Regions from separate parts of the Mus musculus genome. Here regions 2 and 3 are each linked to region 1. The links are chromatin contacts, called in public HiChIP or PLAC-seq maps. All regions are on one chromosome and are shown on one strand. The core of a region is the stretch at or near the end of the contact, and the rest is flanking DNA. Distances in the headings are between cores, read along the strand shown. Region 1 overlaps Dnah3 (dynein, axonemal, heavy chain 3). Region 2 overlaps Lyrm1 (LYR motif containing 1). Region 3 overlaps Dcun1d3 (DCN1, defective in cullin neddylation 1, domain containing 3 (S. cerevisiae)).

Region 1 (4,376 bases), core at 337-2,836:
CCTGAAGATGGAGGATTTCTTGGAGAATCAGCTTCAGGCCCAGGTCTGTAAAATGTACCTGGACAAGGCTATCCACTACACCTGCGTGCTCATCTACCAGCACCATATCAGAGTCAGTAAGAGGTGATGCACATCCCACCCTTCATTATCTGTCTGGCCTGCCAGAAGCATGCTGACACCTCCCTTTGCCCTCCTAATAGTGGCCACCTAGGCCATGTGAAGAATGCCAAGAAGGACCAATGTGGCGCAAGAGCTGTGATGATGAAGCAGAGGAGGAAGCCATACCTCCACAGGCTAGAGGATTGTCTAATTTGGAGTTGGCTAATAACACACTGGGGATGGGAGGAATCAGTGGTTCAAAGGTGGTTACTCAGATAGCTAAAAGAAAAGAAAAGCAGACATCAATTCTTACATATAAATTACATGACCTAGTACATAATTCAAATAGAAGAGTAACCTGAATATGGAGATAATGGAATAAGCAGTAATCTTGGTTCACCAGCAGGGTGTGTCTCTCACTCTCTCTCTCTGCAGATAGTTAATGTCAACATGAAAATGCAGCTTCTACCTCACAGGGGGTAAGAAGAGTTTATTCTGGAGCTAAAAACTAGTGCCCATGTTTGGGCATAGATTCGGGTTACCCCTAAACTCTGTATTCCCATCTGGTAACAGTCTGATGAAGTTTTTACAGAAGCCAAAAAAAAAAAAAGTTATAAATTGAGGCCCTTTCAGATACATTGGTAGAAACATCAGGCAGTTGAGTTATAGCAAAAGCAGACAAATCTGTGTTGCCAGCCCAGATGCTGACATCAGTCTTAGCATTTGGTGGCCAGAAGCTAGTGGTCTGCAAGGCTAATGCATTCCAAAAGGCTTAGTCACAAGGACATTAGGTAAGACACAGAGGTGAGCAAGAGAGCTAGAGATAGCCCAGGAGAAATTGTAATTAGACTTTGGGACCTGCAGTATCTCAACCTCTCCACGATCATTGAAATTTCAGTTAATCAGCCTTGCAGAGGTCAGTGGGAGGTGGGACTCTTTCTCAGGGCTTCCATCCATAATAGCATATCAAAAATCCTACAATATAAAATGTCTATTCTTTGACATTCATTAATATCTAGCCATGTTTCAGGACTCAGAAAAAAAGTATAAGGAGCAGAAATTATATAATTGTATATACTAGATATCTACTGTGACATAACACAACATAGCATCTTCAAGGAGGAATTATCTCTCAGTGTCTCTGGGTCAGAACTCCCAAGAGCCACTCAGCTGTATGTCTGGTTGTATGTGTCTGGTACCAGATTTTCTGTGAAGCTGGAGTCAGAATACTAGCCCAGGCTGTACGCTTGTCTGAGGGTTTCATTGGCTGACATCTAATTCTGGTCTTGTTCCATGGTTATTAGCAGGTTTGAGCACATCATTGGCCCTTGACTCTATCCCTCACCACATGAGCCTCTTCACAGGGGAGTAGCTTTCCTTCAGAGTAAGACGGAAAGAGTAAGCAAAGGAAACAGAAACTAACCTCCTTCTGAACAACCCATCCCTTTTATAAGAAGTGAATTACCACATCTAGCCCAAACTCGAGGGAGCCAATTATACAGTGTATGAGACAGGATGTAGGGGTCATACCAGAGTCTGCCTCCCACATGGTGCAAGTAGAGATGAAACATAAGCCGAATCACTTGAAAAGTAACCCTCTTAAAGTACTCTTATGAGGAAAAAGAAATATTTAAAGTTAAAATACTTTAAAAGAATATTTAAAATTGTCATTATAAAATTAAGCACCTAAGAGCAAAATTTATGGGTGTCACTAGTGCTGCTCTTGGTGATAAGCTCATTCAATGAATATTGGTTGTCTGCATGCCCAACACTCTGAAACTGCTGGGTACATGTGGAATTAATGAAGAAAATGTATAGATTTACATTCTAGTCAATGAGAAGAAATACCCGTAGAGTGGTTGTGATAAATGAAGCTAATAACTGAGTGATGTTATATTAGAGTTATTAAATTCATACTTTTTCTTCATTGCATACTGAAGTAGAGAGAATTTAAGTGATGTGCGTGCTCAAAGACCATGAGGCTATTAAATATCTAGACTTCTGAGGCAAGCAATCCTGGCTCTAGATCCTAGCCACTAAACAATAGATCACCTACTAAAACTGAGTAAAGGAAGAAACAAATTGAGATCAGATTTGTTGATCATATGGATGGGGTAGACAGATCTGGAAGACCTCTCCAATCACTCCAGCTACAGTGGATAACACAAGGCAGTCTGTTCACTCTATTTGTTTTCTTTAGGGCATTTGTTACTATCAGAAGTGTCTTTATAGATTTATTCATCTGTCTTTATATCTAGGGGGTTACCAATCCATCCATCCATCCACCCACCCATCCATCCATCCATCCATCCATCCATCTATCCATCCACCGACTCACTAATCCATTATTGTTTAGCTCTCCTCCCAACTAAAATGAATGTTCCAAGAGGATAGAGATATTAATAGCACACTTCAAAGATAACTTTCTGATGTCTAGTTCTGGGATATATCAAGCCTCAATAATAAATATCTAATGGCACAATGAATAGATAATGCATAAAATACATATCTGATCACATATTTATCTGAACAGGAAAATTTCCTCAGCATGTTTAGTCACCAATTGGCTTATACCACCCCATCTCCAATCCATGGATCATATGTGTTTTGTTTTTATTTCTTCTTTGCTTGTCTTTAGATAGATGCAGAATCAGGGAAGTGTCAAAATCCCAGGATGATAACTTGGGAAGAGCAAAAAATGGGAGAGTCTGATGTGATGGGCTTTCTTTGCTGTCAGGTGCTCAGAATTTGAGTCGAGACTTGAAGGCTATAGCAAAGAGCTGGAAATGTTTAGGAAGCGTGAAGTGATGACTACCGAAGAAATGAAGAACAATGTGGAAAAGCTTCATGACCTCTCCAAGAACCTAGATCTGGCGCTGACAGAATTTGAGGTTTGGAACATCGTGATAGGGACTTGGGACCCTAAGTGTTGGTCATTTTGGTTCTTAGTTTATGCATAAGACAGCTGTGAGGTACATAGCACCACGTGCTTGGCCCTCCCTCTCTTGAGCATGGTCAGATACCTCTCCCCACATGTTGTCTATATTTCAACAGATATTTGTAAGTCATGTAGCACCTGAAGACATTAAAGCATGGTAACTGCTTATGCCTGTTGTGTATCCATTACGTGCTGAGTGATGGGGCAAGGGCTTTGTATAGATGTCTCAATGCCTAGGACAAACCTTTGGGGTTTGTTACGTTATCCCTTAGCCCCACTTAAAGTAGGGGTGGGGGTGAGACTTGGATCCACTAAGCTACTTTCTCCAAAGATCAATTAACAAGTTGTTTCATTTTGTTTTTAAACACTGAAGTTCTTAACCTTGAGGCAAGTTAATGTAAGAAGACTTGTAAGCAGTTATATGAACAAGTAGATTTTATGTAGAAATTATGAACATGTATAGAGGTCTGCTGGGTCTTAGGAACAAAGATGACAGAGAAAGCATCGCATTGTTAGTTTCTAGCAGCTAGACCTCAGGTACCATGGCTCTCAGAGGCTACGTCTGCCCATTGAATGAACATCTGCCTCCTCCACTTGGCTTTCTCGGGGCTGAGGAATTTGTCATGGAGGTTCCCAGGATCCAAGGTTTCCATCTATCCGAAAGACAACCTCCTCTTTTTCCTCACAGTTGATCAACAAGGAGGAAGAGCTGCTGGAGAAGGAGAAGAGCTCCTTCCCTCTTCTTCAAACCCTGATGATCAACAAAATCCCCTACGAGCAGCTGTGGGTCACAGCCTATGAGTTCAGCACCAAGTCAGAGGAGTGGATGAATGGTATACCACGCGCTGGCCCTGCTGGGCACCAGGGATGGGGGTGGGAATGTGGGTCTCCCTAGCCATCTCCAAAACCAGATTTGCTCTTTGGATTCCAACCCTCTTGAGAAAAAGTCACCATAGTCTATATTTTCAGACATAATAACAAGGGGAGATAAGGAACCAAAAAGCAAGAGACCTATTAAGGGATTTAAATCAGATCTACACCCAGAGTTTTTGTCATACTGATGATTCCAAGAAGCAGGGGAGAGGCTGAGAACTGTCCCTCTGTGGTGCTGCTTTAAGAAGAGCCCGAGTACCATGGGGGCATCTAAAATCTACCCTTTGCTCTAGGCTCTGGAGTCTAGGGAGAGGGCAGAATCAACAGACCATAATAGACACATAAGGAAGGAAGGAAGGGGCCATTCCTCATCCTGGAAGGGGCTTCTGTGCCAATTTAGTCTGCCAGCACCTACTTTTTCTTATAAGTTTTAGTGACAAAAACACTGAGCTGCTAAGACATGTGA
Region 2 (4,276 bases), core at 332-2,831, 150 kb after region 1:
AGGCATTATATCCGTGTAGACAGTGGTTTACTGTGACGGGTAGTGGCATGCCAGGATAACGTACTTCCAGCACGCTTCCTCCCATGGCTCTTGCTCCTCTGTGAATGTTAGCCCTCGTGGTACACACCCTTAGAAAGACCTGCACTGCCCAGGGGCGGCGCTCATACTCACAGGGCGTGGATAAGGGATCTGGTAATGCAGTCCAATCTCAATCCGGGCCGTGCATTCAACTATGCATTGTTTAATCAGCTCTGGGTCTGTGAGCTGGTTAAGGGGAAATAAGCGAGACATTTAGTATCTTTCTAATGATATATAAAATATAGAGTTTCTTAAACTCTTTAGTTCACTACCAAGGAAACTCGATATTGGAAAAGGCCTTTCCTATCTTGTTTTCCAGTTAGCCTTCTTATGAATCCTTCCAAGGTTAGTCTATGAATATATAAACCTAAATACAGAGAATTGGCCTTTTAAAAATATTTCTCATTGATTATCTTGTGTGTATAGCGCAGGGAGTGTGCACATCCATTGTACACACACTGTGGTGCGCGCACCGCGTTGGTGTGGAGTTGCTTCTCTCCTTTTGTCTGTCTTTGAGCTCCAGGGATTGAGCTCAGCTCATCCAGCTTGTGCACTGAACACCTTTATCCAGTGAGCCATCTCACTGGCCCTGGTCTCTTCTTATAGAGATAGCTTTATAAGTCTTGCTTTTTCGTTAACATAATTTCAAGCTCTTTTGGTATTCAGACATCAGGAACTACTCTTCCTGAAAATTTACAAAAAAATCAACATCAGGCTTTATTATAATTTAACCACTGTATTATTTATGAGCATTTTGGTTATTTTCAGCCCTTTCCCATTATAAACAATTCTGCTGCTACAGATCTTTATGCAATTTTTTTCTCACATGCTAATGTATCTAAGAGATGAATTCTTACAGCAGAGAAGGTTAAGACAAAGGGGTTATACAGGTTCATACTTTTTTTTTTTTTACAGTATTCCCAAGTTACCTTCTGGAGTTACACCAATTCATGTCTCCATCAACAGTCTGCAAACTAGCATCCCCTCCAACACCAAGTGAGAGAGCTATTCCACACGCTCTCCACACCGACTCTCTTAAGTATTGGCTCTCAAGCTTTCCAATGCTGCAGCAGTTAATACAGTTCCTCATGCTATAGTGACATCCCCACTGTAAAATCATTTTGGTTGCTACTTCATAACTAATTTTACAACATAAATATCTGTGTTTTCCCATGGTCTTAAGTGATGCCCATGAAAAGGTCATTTGATCCCCCAAAGTGGTCATGACCCACAGGCTGAGACCCATTGCTCCACAGAAATCTGGTTTTTCAGCAAAAAGACTGGAGAACGGTTTACCTCATATTTTAAACTATAAATTGCCATGTTCATTAGTATGGGGCAAAAAGGAGTTTTGAAATCCCAAATCACTCAAATTGTGATAATGTATTTTTGAGTAAAAGAATGAAATGTTCACTTTGGGGGAAACACACACACACACAAGGCCAAATCAAGGAGAGAAACTTTCATTCTGAGGATGTAAAAAAACCACAAAACCCAACCAACCAATCAACCAACAACGAACAGTACATGGATCTTCTATCCATTTGTGAGTGCTTCAAAGTAGTTCGAGGATTGCATCAGCTTCAGATGACAACCAAATTGAAGTCTTGGCCCATGTGGCTTGATAATTCCAAGGGAGTTCTTGTCCCTTGGTGCTTCTTGGAGTTCCAGGAACAGCAGCACAGAGAACTGAGCTGAGTCCCTTAGGGCAGAGGCTCAACTCCCTGACCCCTACAGCCTCAGAAGCTAAGTGCTGCTATCGACATTGGGAATGGTTCTCATGTTGCCACTGGCCTGCTTGGGATTCAGAGCAATGAATACGATACCTCTGGATTATTATTCTTAAAGTCTTAGTGCAACTGGGTTATAGTAAACTGTTTCTGTCTACATCAGGAACCTTGGGGAAAGAAAAAGCCTCCTGACAATGATATTGCTAAGAGGGTTGGGGCTTCTTAAACTTCAGCACTCTATCATCTATATAACCTTGGGCTACAGTTCTCCAAATTCAGCTATTCACAGGATGCTGCATGATTTTTTGACATGGACACACCACCCTTGTCTCATCCTTGGCTAGGTCAAAGCTTAAAAATTATTCTAAAATAAATGAAAACCTAATCTTGACTAGTTCTCAGACAATTTTGTCTGCTCAGGTTTACTGGGTATATGCCACAGCCAGGCCATACTCATGGCCCTGACTCATGGAGTCATATCACCGCTTTCAGCTACCAAAGATACCATCTGAACAGAACACCTCTTGAACACCAAAAAGGCATAGAAGAAGCCAGATGAGTGACACGGTTTAAAATAGTGTCTTCTGGATGTGACAGACCTGTTGTATTTGTGAATTCACTGCAGCTGTGTTTGCCTGCATAAGACCCATACCAGACCAAGCAGGCCACATTCCAGCACAGGCAGGAGAGGCAGTCATGAGCCCCATCCCTATCTGAGGAGCTTTTGACAGCTACTGGCTGCTGGAGGAAAGTGAGTCAGTTCTCTTTAAGGGTATGGCCCCTGGAAGGTCAAACACACTCAGGGGGACAGTTCCACACCCACGAGTACATGGGCAGCACAAACTGGACTTGGTGCTTTACTTAAAAAAGTAAAAAAAGAGGGCACGAAGTTGAGGTAGATATGGTGAATCTGGGAAAAGTTTAGGGCTAAATATTGTAAAAATATATTGTGTACATGTATGAAAAAATGTAAAGGTTGGGTGTGGTGGCACATATACACCTTTAATCCCATCACTTAAAACAGGCTAGTGGCTCTCTTGAGTCACAGAACAGCCATGGCTATATACAGTCACTGTATTTAAAACAAATATTAATAATAATAATACAGCCGGGCAGTGGTGGCACACACATTTAATCCCAGCACTTGGGAGGCAGAGGCAGGTGGATTTCTGAGTTCGAGGCCACCCTGGTCTATAGAGTGAGCTCCAGGACAGCCAGGGCTACACAGAGAAACCTTGTCTCAACCCCCTCCCAAAAAAAAAACATTAAAAAAAAACAAAACCAAACACAATAAAGTATGGAGGCTTTGGGGTTCCCAGAAGATTATGAGAGTTTGTCTTAATTTTAATTCCTCTACTTTTTTACTTAACTAAAATATCTCTGAGAGACTATATTTTTATTGTTTATTTAATTTTTAATTTTTAATTTATTTTTTTATATATCCAAATTGTCTGGTCTAGTGTTTAGCACATGGTGGGATACTTTAATAAGGACTAAGAACAAAGAGTTTTACCTAGCAGCAGGTGACAGGAGCTACAGAAGAAACAAGAGGGGAAGGGAGCAGCTAGGGGATCAGGATTAAAAACAGATGACTAGGCTGAGGTGAGTTCCAGCAGGTGGGTGGTCAGAAACAAAGGCTGGGCCAAGGGTGGTGACATATGACTTTAATCCAGGCACTCAGAAGGCAGAGCCAGGGGAACCTATGTGAGTTGGAGGCCAGCCTAGTCTACATAAGTTCTAGGATAGCCAGGACTAAATAGACCCTGTTCAAAAAAAAAACAAAAAAACAAAAAAAGCCCAAAACCAAAGCAAAGCAAAGCAAAGCAAAGCAAAGCAAAGCAAAGCAAAGCAAAGCAAAGCAAAGCAAAGCAAAAGAAAAACAAAAAGAAAGTAACCAAGAGCAGATATTCAAAGTGGCCACAACAGAGGCTGCCCTTTAGCCTGCATGCAAGTGGTGGTAGGCGCTGTAGAGAAACTGCCAGAAAGACACTACATACAGTAGGGAGAAGCAGTGAAGCTAAATTGGAAGAGATCAAGCAGAAGTGGGCAAAGATGAGCCGGGTACCAACAGTCACCTTTCATCCTAGTGCCAAGCAGTTTCCCCAAGGGAAAGCCAGCCAGTGCTGGGTGCTTTGTCAGGATCAAGGGAAGCTGCCTGGTGTGCAGGTGCGTGCTTCTTGCTAAACTAGCTAGTAGAGCCTTGGTTTTTGCAGTACCACTCTGCTGGCCAAAGAGCTTATAACTCAGTTATGGGAGGAGTCCCGAGTCTTTTCTATATTATAAAGTGAGTTTATAACCAGAAGGCTTTGAATGCTTTATGAATAGAGAAAAAGCATTTTACTTCATACTACCCCTGGGAGTGGCTGGTCATCAGGATGTGAGGAACGCTCTCACTGGCATGACTTCTGTCACCTGGCTCCCAGGGTCTGAGGATGCTGAGCCATTTACTGGCTGGACTGAGACCTGGT
Region 3 (4,196 bases), core at 1,411-3,910, 190 kb after region 1:
GGTACTCACAAACCCTTTTGGGGGGGGGGCTTTATTATCATGATACTGTCATTCTGGATCTTCTGTTCTTATCCAGTTCTGCCAGAGTGATTCTCATGCCTGAGGGGCTAGAAACTCCATGTAAAAAGTAGGCATTTGGCTTTTGCTTAGAGATAAAGTGTGTTGATGAAGAATGGCTGTTAAAACCTGGAAACACTGAAGTTGGTGATTGAAGTTTAGACTACTTTAGAAGCACCTCCCTCCCTGTTACACTGACTTAATTTCTGAAAAATGAGTCTTATTTAGAGTTTCAAGCATCTTCTTTGACTAGCTTCAGAAAAGGCTTATTAATGTATTTGTCCTGTAAGTTTCTGCTGAGATTCGTTTTTGTCAGCCCTGGCATTTCCCATAGAAACAAAAGAGAAGTGTCAGTTTGGTTTTCCATCACCCCACACAGTAGACTTCTTAATTCTGTCACTGATGGATGTGCACTGTTAAACAAGCCTTACTGTTGGCCGACTCACTGAGGAGCCCTGTGATAATGTGACCCCATCCCCAGCTACCAACACTTACACTTGTAGTACTTGGAATTTTCAGTGTATTGTGTTAAAACAAACTTCTAATTCTGGCTATTTTTCTTTTCAACTTTAAGCCTAAAATTGGAAGCTCTATTTTTATACAACATATCCTAGAAAAGTCACCAGTGTTGCTATTCTCTTGCTGCCCAAATATCTTCACTGGGCTTGGGGGTGGGGAGAGCAAGAGCCGGCTGTCTCATGTGGCTAAGCAGAATGTGTGGGCCTGCTTGCCAGCCAGTGGAGGTGGAATCTGCTCTTTGCTTCTTGGCAAGTATGTCTGGATTTGGAAGCTTTCATTTAGGACTTTAGCTCTTGGCCATTTCTTGTTGCCATATGCAGTAGAGCTCATTGTTTCTAGGGGATTTGAAGAGACAGAGCTGTATTGTCCTCATCTCTTACTGTCTTTGACAAGCTTTAAGTAAAATAAGTCAAAAGCCACTCTGTCATCCATGAAATTCCTTCCTTTTCCTTCCTTCCTTTCCCTTCCTTCCTTCCTTCTCTCCCTCCCTCCCTCCCTCCCTCCCTCCCTTCCTTCCTTCTTTCCTTTTTCATTTCTTTCGATCATTTTTTGAGACAAGATCTCTCTATAATCCTGGCTATCCTGGAACTCACTATGTAAACCAGGCTGGCCTTGAGCTCAAAGATCTGCTTGCCTCTGCCTCCTGATTAAAGGTGTGCCCCACTGTGCTCAGCATCATTGAGGTTTTTGTGAGTAACTTAGTAGGAGAAAATATCTCAAGAACTGTAAAATGGCATGTTTTAACTAGCTGAATCCCTATTTTAAAAGACATATATTGTATTCAAAACAAGGATCCTCGTCCCCAAACCCTTTAAATATGATGCTTTCACATATGAGCTAGGGAGGCTACCTAGCCCTTGCATGTTGCCATCAGGTCTTCATATCGTGTGAATTAACGTTTGGGCTTGCACCTTTGGTAAGGGAAGAGGCAGGAATGACGTCTGTGAAAATGTGACACCTTTCCCTCCTTCAAGGAGTGAGGTCACGGATCAGAAGACACAGCTGGACCGTCATGGTTTCAGCCTCAAGATTCTGGATTTCACTCTGGGAGGTAAAAATTAGCTTATGGAGTGAAGAAATGGCGCTGTATTACCACTGGATGAGAAGCTATTTGTATTTGAGAAACTGATGAGGTGGGGAATAATTGAAATAGTAACTCCTCCCTCCCCTTGTTTTTAGAAGGTGGTAGAGTATTGTGGGGAAGGGGTCTGGTAGCTGGTCTTTTACTACTTTGTGGGTTCTTTTTCACACCTTTTATCCACTCCCCTCCTTTTCACCCCATTCCCTAAAAAGGAGAGAGTGAAGGATAGAGGGGAGAGCAAGATTGATCCCCGAAATCTCATTCTTTCCTTTTGTTTCTTCTTTGAGCATGACTTCTAACTGCAGCCAATCTCCCCTGCTGCCACTTGGGGCCCTAGCATTTATGTACCCTCTGAAAGGTTCCAGAATCCTAAATGTCACACAGTCTCAAACTATCTGAAGCTGGTAAATTTCATGCCTCTGCTAGGACATGAGGCAAATCACAGTAGTCGGCTGCTGCGGTCAGTTCGAAACAGCCCCAGATCCCCACGGGATTAAAACGAAACACTTTCTTATAAAAATTTGAAAATTTGAAAATTCTAGGATTGTCACTAGTGTCTCAAAGAAATATGACCTTAAGAACCAGTTCTTAAGAAATGAAATTGAGTTCTGCATCCATAGGACTCAGTTCCCTTTGTTGTTGCTATCATTTCATCAGAATTGGTATAAATAACTGATTTGTTAGGCCTAATTGTACTAGGGCAAGGGCTAAGCATTCCTGAGTATTAGTCCTGAGTTAGGACAGTAAAGCGATAGACTAGTGCTTTGTGCAACATGAGCACTTACTATCTGTCTTAGTTACTGTTGTGTTGCTTTGAGTAGGTACCACGATTAAGGCAACTTATACAAGAAAGCATTTATTGGGAAGCTTGCTTATAGTTTCAGAGGGTTAAGTTGTCCAAGATCATGGCCGGGGAGCAAAGTGGCAGACAGGCAGGCATGATGCTCGAGCAGCAGCTGAGAGTTCACACATTATCTGTAAAGTATAGACAGAGACAGAGAGAAACTGAGACTGACTGGGCCTTGTGGGTGTTTGAAATCTCAAAGCTCAACCTCAGTGACACACCTCCTCCAACAAGATCACACTTCCTAATCCTCTCTAAATATCTAACTGGGGACCAAACATTCAAATACATAAGCCTATGGCAATATATCCAAATACATAAGCCAGGCTATTTTTATCCAGACCACCACACTATCAGTGGGTCATCAGCAGATATGTAGCAAACAGTTCCTGTGTGCCTAAAAACTGAGGTAGGTACACAGGATATAACTTGTATTGTTTGGGGGATCAAATAAGTCAACGAATGAGACTCTCAGAGAATAAAGCCAGTCTGGTATTACAAACCTGTAATCCAAGTACTCTGTGAAGCTGAGGCAGGAGGATCATGAATTCAAGGTCAGCCTGGACTCTAATTATATCTATAAAAACAAACCAAAACACCAGAGCAGCTGGGCATGGTTGGCACATGCCTTTAATTCCAGCACTGGGGAGACAGAGGCAGGCAGATCTCTTGAGTTTCAGGCCAGTTAAGGCCGTGTTTCTAGAAGCAAACAACAGAAACAAGCAAACAACAACAAAGCAAAACAAATGAAAATCTAAACCATTAAAATGAAGAAAGCAAAAACAAGCAAAAAGACAAACATAAATGTCCCAGATTAGAGTACAATGCTACATAACTTGGTTGACTCCATTTCAGTATTTGAGACACATCTGGTACAAGTGCTCTTCTGAGGTACAAAGTATCCCATGGAGAGCTGGGAAGGCCTCTGATGTGTAAGCCCAGCGATTTTGCATGCCCTGTTCTCCCTAGAAGGCAGGGAGAGGATTTCAGGAGGAGCTGAAGGAGCTGTAGTATTTGCATTGCTGATCTGAGTGAAAGGATTAGATGTGGTTGAAGTACATGTAAAGCTGGTGACAGTTGATGCATGCAACTCTTTGAACCCCCTGTTACTAGATGCAAAATGAACATGTGTTTACGTGCACATTGTATTCTGGGCCTGTAGTTGCCTTCAGGTTGTTAAATGTATCGATGACCAGAAGAAGAGCTTTTGGATCTATTGTTTGTCTTAAAATTTTCTAAAGTAAGGCCTGTCTGGGCAGCCAAAATAGACAGCTCTGCATCGGCCCTTAGGTGGTAGCAATTTGGGCAGGACAGAAAATAGGGAAGAACTAAGTAGTCTTCTTTGTTTTTATTGTTGTTTGAGACAGGGGTCTCACTATGTGGTCCTGGCTAATGCTGAACTCAGATCCATCTGCCTCTGACTCCTGAGGGCTGGGATTAAAAGCACATATAACCACTCCCGGCAAGAGATACCTTTGCAAAGCCTGCAGTAACTCCTTGCTTGTTGCTTTTTATCATATGTTGGACACTATTTTGATTGAAGTATCTGTTTATTTATCTCTCTCTATATTAATGTATCCATGTACCATGTAAGCATTTATAAAAATGAATGTTAAGAAAATAAAATGTGTATATATATATATATACACACATATATGGATTGTATATAACCCTTACAGGATATATAATAAAGAC

The links. HiChIP or PLAC-seq counts read pairs in DNA pulled down with a chosen protein or histone mark.
Region 2: a contact with region 1 is called in a BATF HiChIP or PLAC-seq map of CD8 T cells, with 7 read pairs. The contact joins two enhancer-like sites. A contact is called at or near these places in 1 of 39 promoter capture datasets (Sertoli cells), 5 of 484 Hi-C or Micro-C datasets (Th1 cells, liver, nephron progenitors and 1 more), 3 of 115 datasets of contacts at active chromatin or transcription factors (CD8 T cells, fibro-adipogenic progenitors and heart atrium) and 1 of 9 other capture datasets (pancreatic islet).
Region 3: a contact with region 1 is called in a BATF HiChIP or PLAC-seq map of CD8 T cells, with 14 read pairs. The contact joins two enhancer-like sites. A contact is called at or near these places in 1 of 484 Hi-C or Micro-C datasets (Th1 cells), 7 of 115 datasets of contacts at active chromatin or transcription factors (CD8 T cells, embryonic stem cells, epiblast stem cells and 3 more) and 1 of 9 other capture datasets (adipose tissue).

What each region holds. Positions count from the first base shown.
Region 1 is chr7:120,060,376-120,064,751 of GRCm38.p6, reverse strand. It overlaps Dnah3 (dynein, axonemal, heavy chain 3), which reads left to right. Exons shown (of 61, transcript NM_001370806.1): 16 at 2,837-2,990; 17 at 3,726-3,870. It also overlaps the pseudogene Gm17986. Among named protein-coding and RNA genes, the nearest start is that of Dnah3, 33 kb to the left of the region's middle. Within about 2 kb of position 1,586, at least 2 of the 459 cell types and tissues checked have an H3K27ac peak or open chromatin away from gene starts, as enhancers often do. A contact at or near this core is called in CD8 T cells, where this site is marked.
Region 2 is chr7:119,910,161-119,914,436 of GRCm38.p6, reverse strand. It overlaps Lyrm1 (LYR motif containing 1), which reads right to left. Exons shown (of 4, transcript NM_001285959.1): 3 at 172-264. Among named protein-coding and RNA genes, the nearest start is that of Lyrm1, 16 kb to the right of the region's middle. Within about 2 kb of position 1,581, at least 10 of the 459 cell types and tissues checked have an H3K27ac peak or open chromatin away from gene starts, as enhancers often do. A contact at or near this core is called in CD8 T cells, where this site is marked.
Region 3 is chr7:119,872,540-119,876,735 of GRCm38.p6, reverse strand. All of the region lies in intron 1 of Dcun1d3 (DCN1, defective in cullin neddylation 1, domain containing 3 (S. cerevisiae)), which reads left to right. It also overlaps a transcript of Rexo5 not described here. Among named protein-coding and RNA genes, the nearest start is that of Dcun1d3, 21 kb to the left of the region's middle. Within about 2 kb of position 2,660, at least 25 of the 459 cell types and tissues checked have an H3K27ac peak or open chromatin away from gene starts, as enhancers often do. A contact at or near this core is called in CD8 T cells, where this site is marked.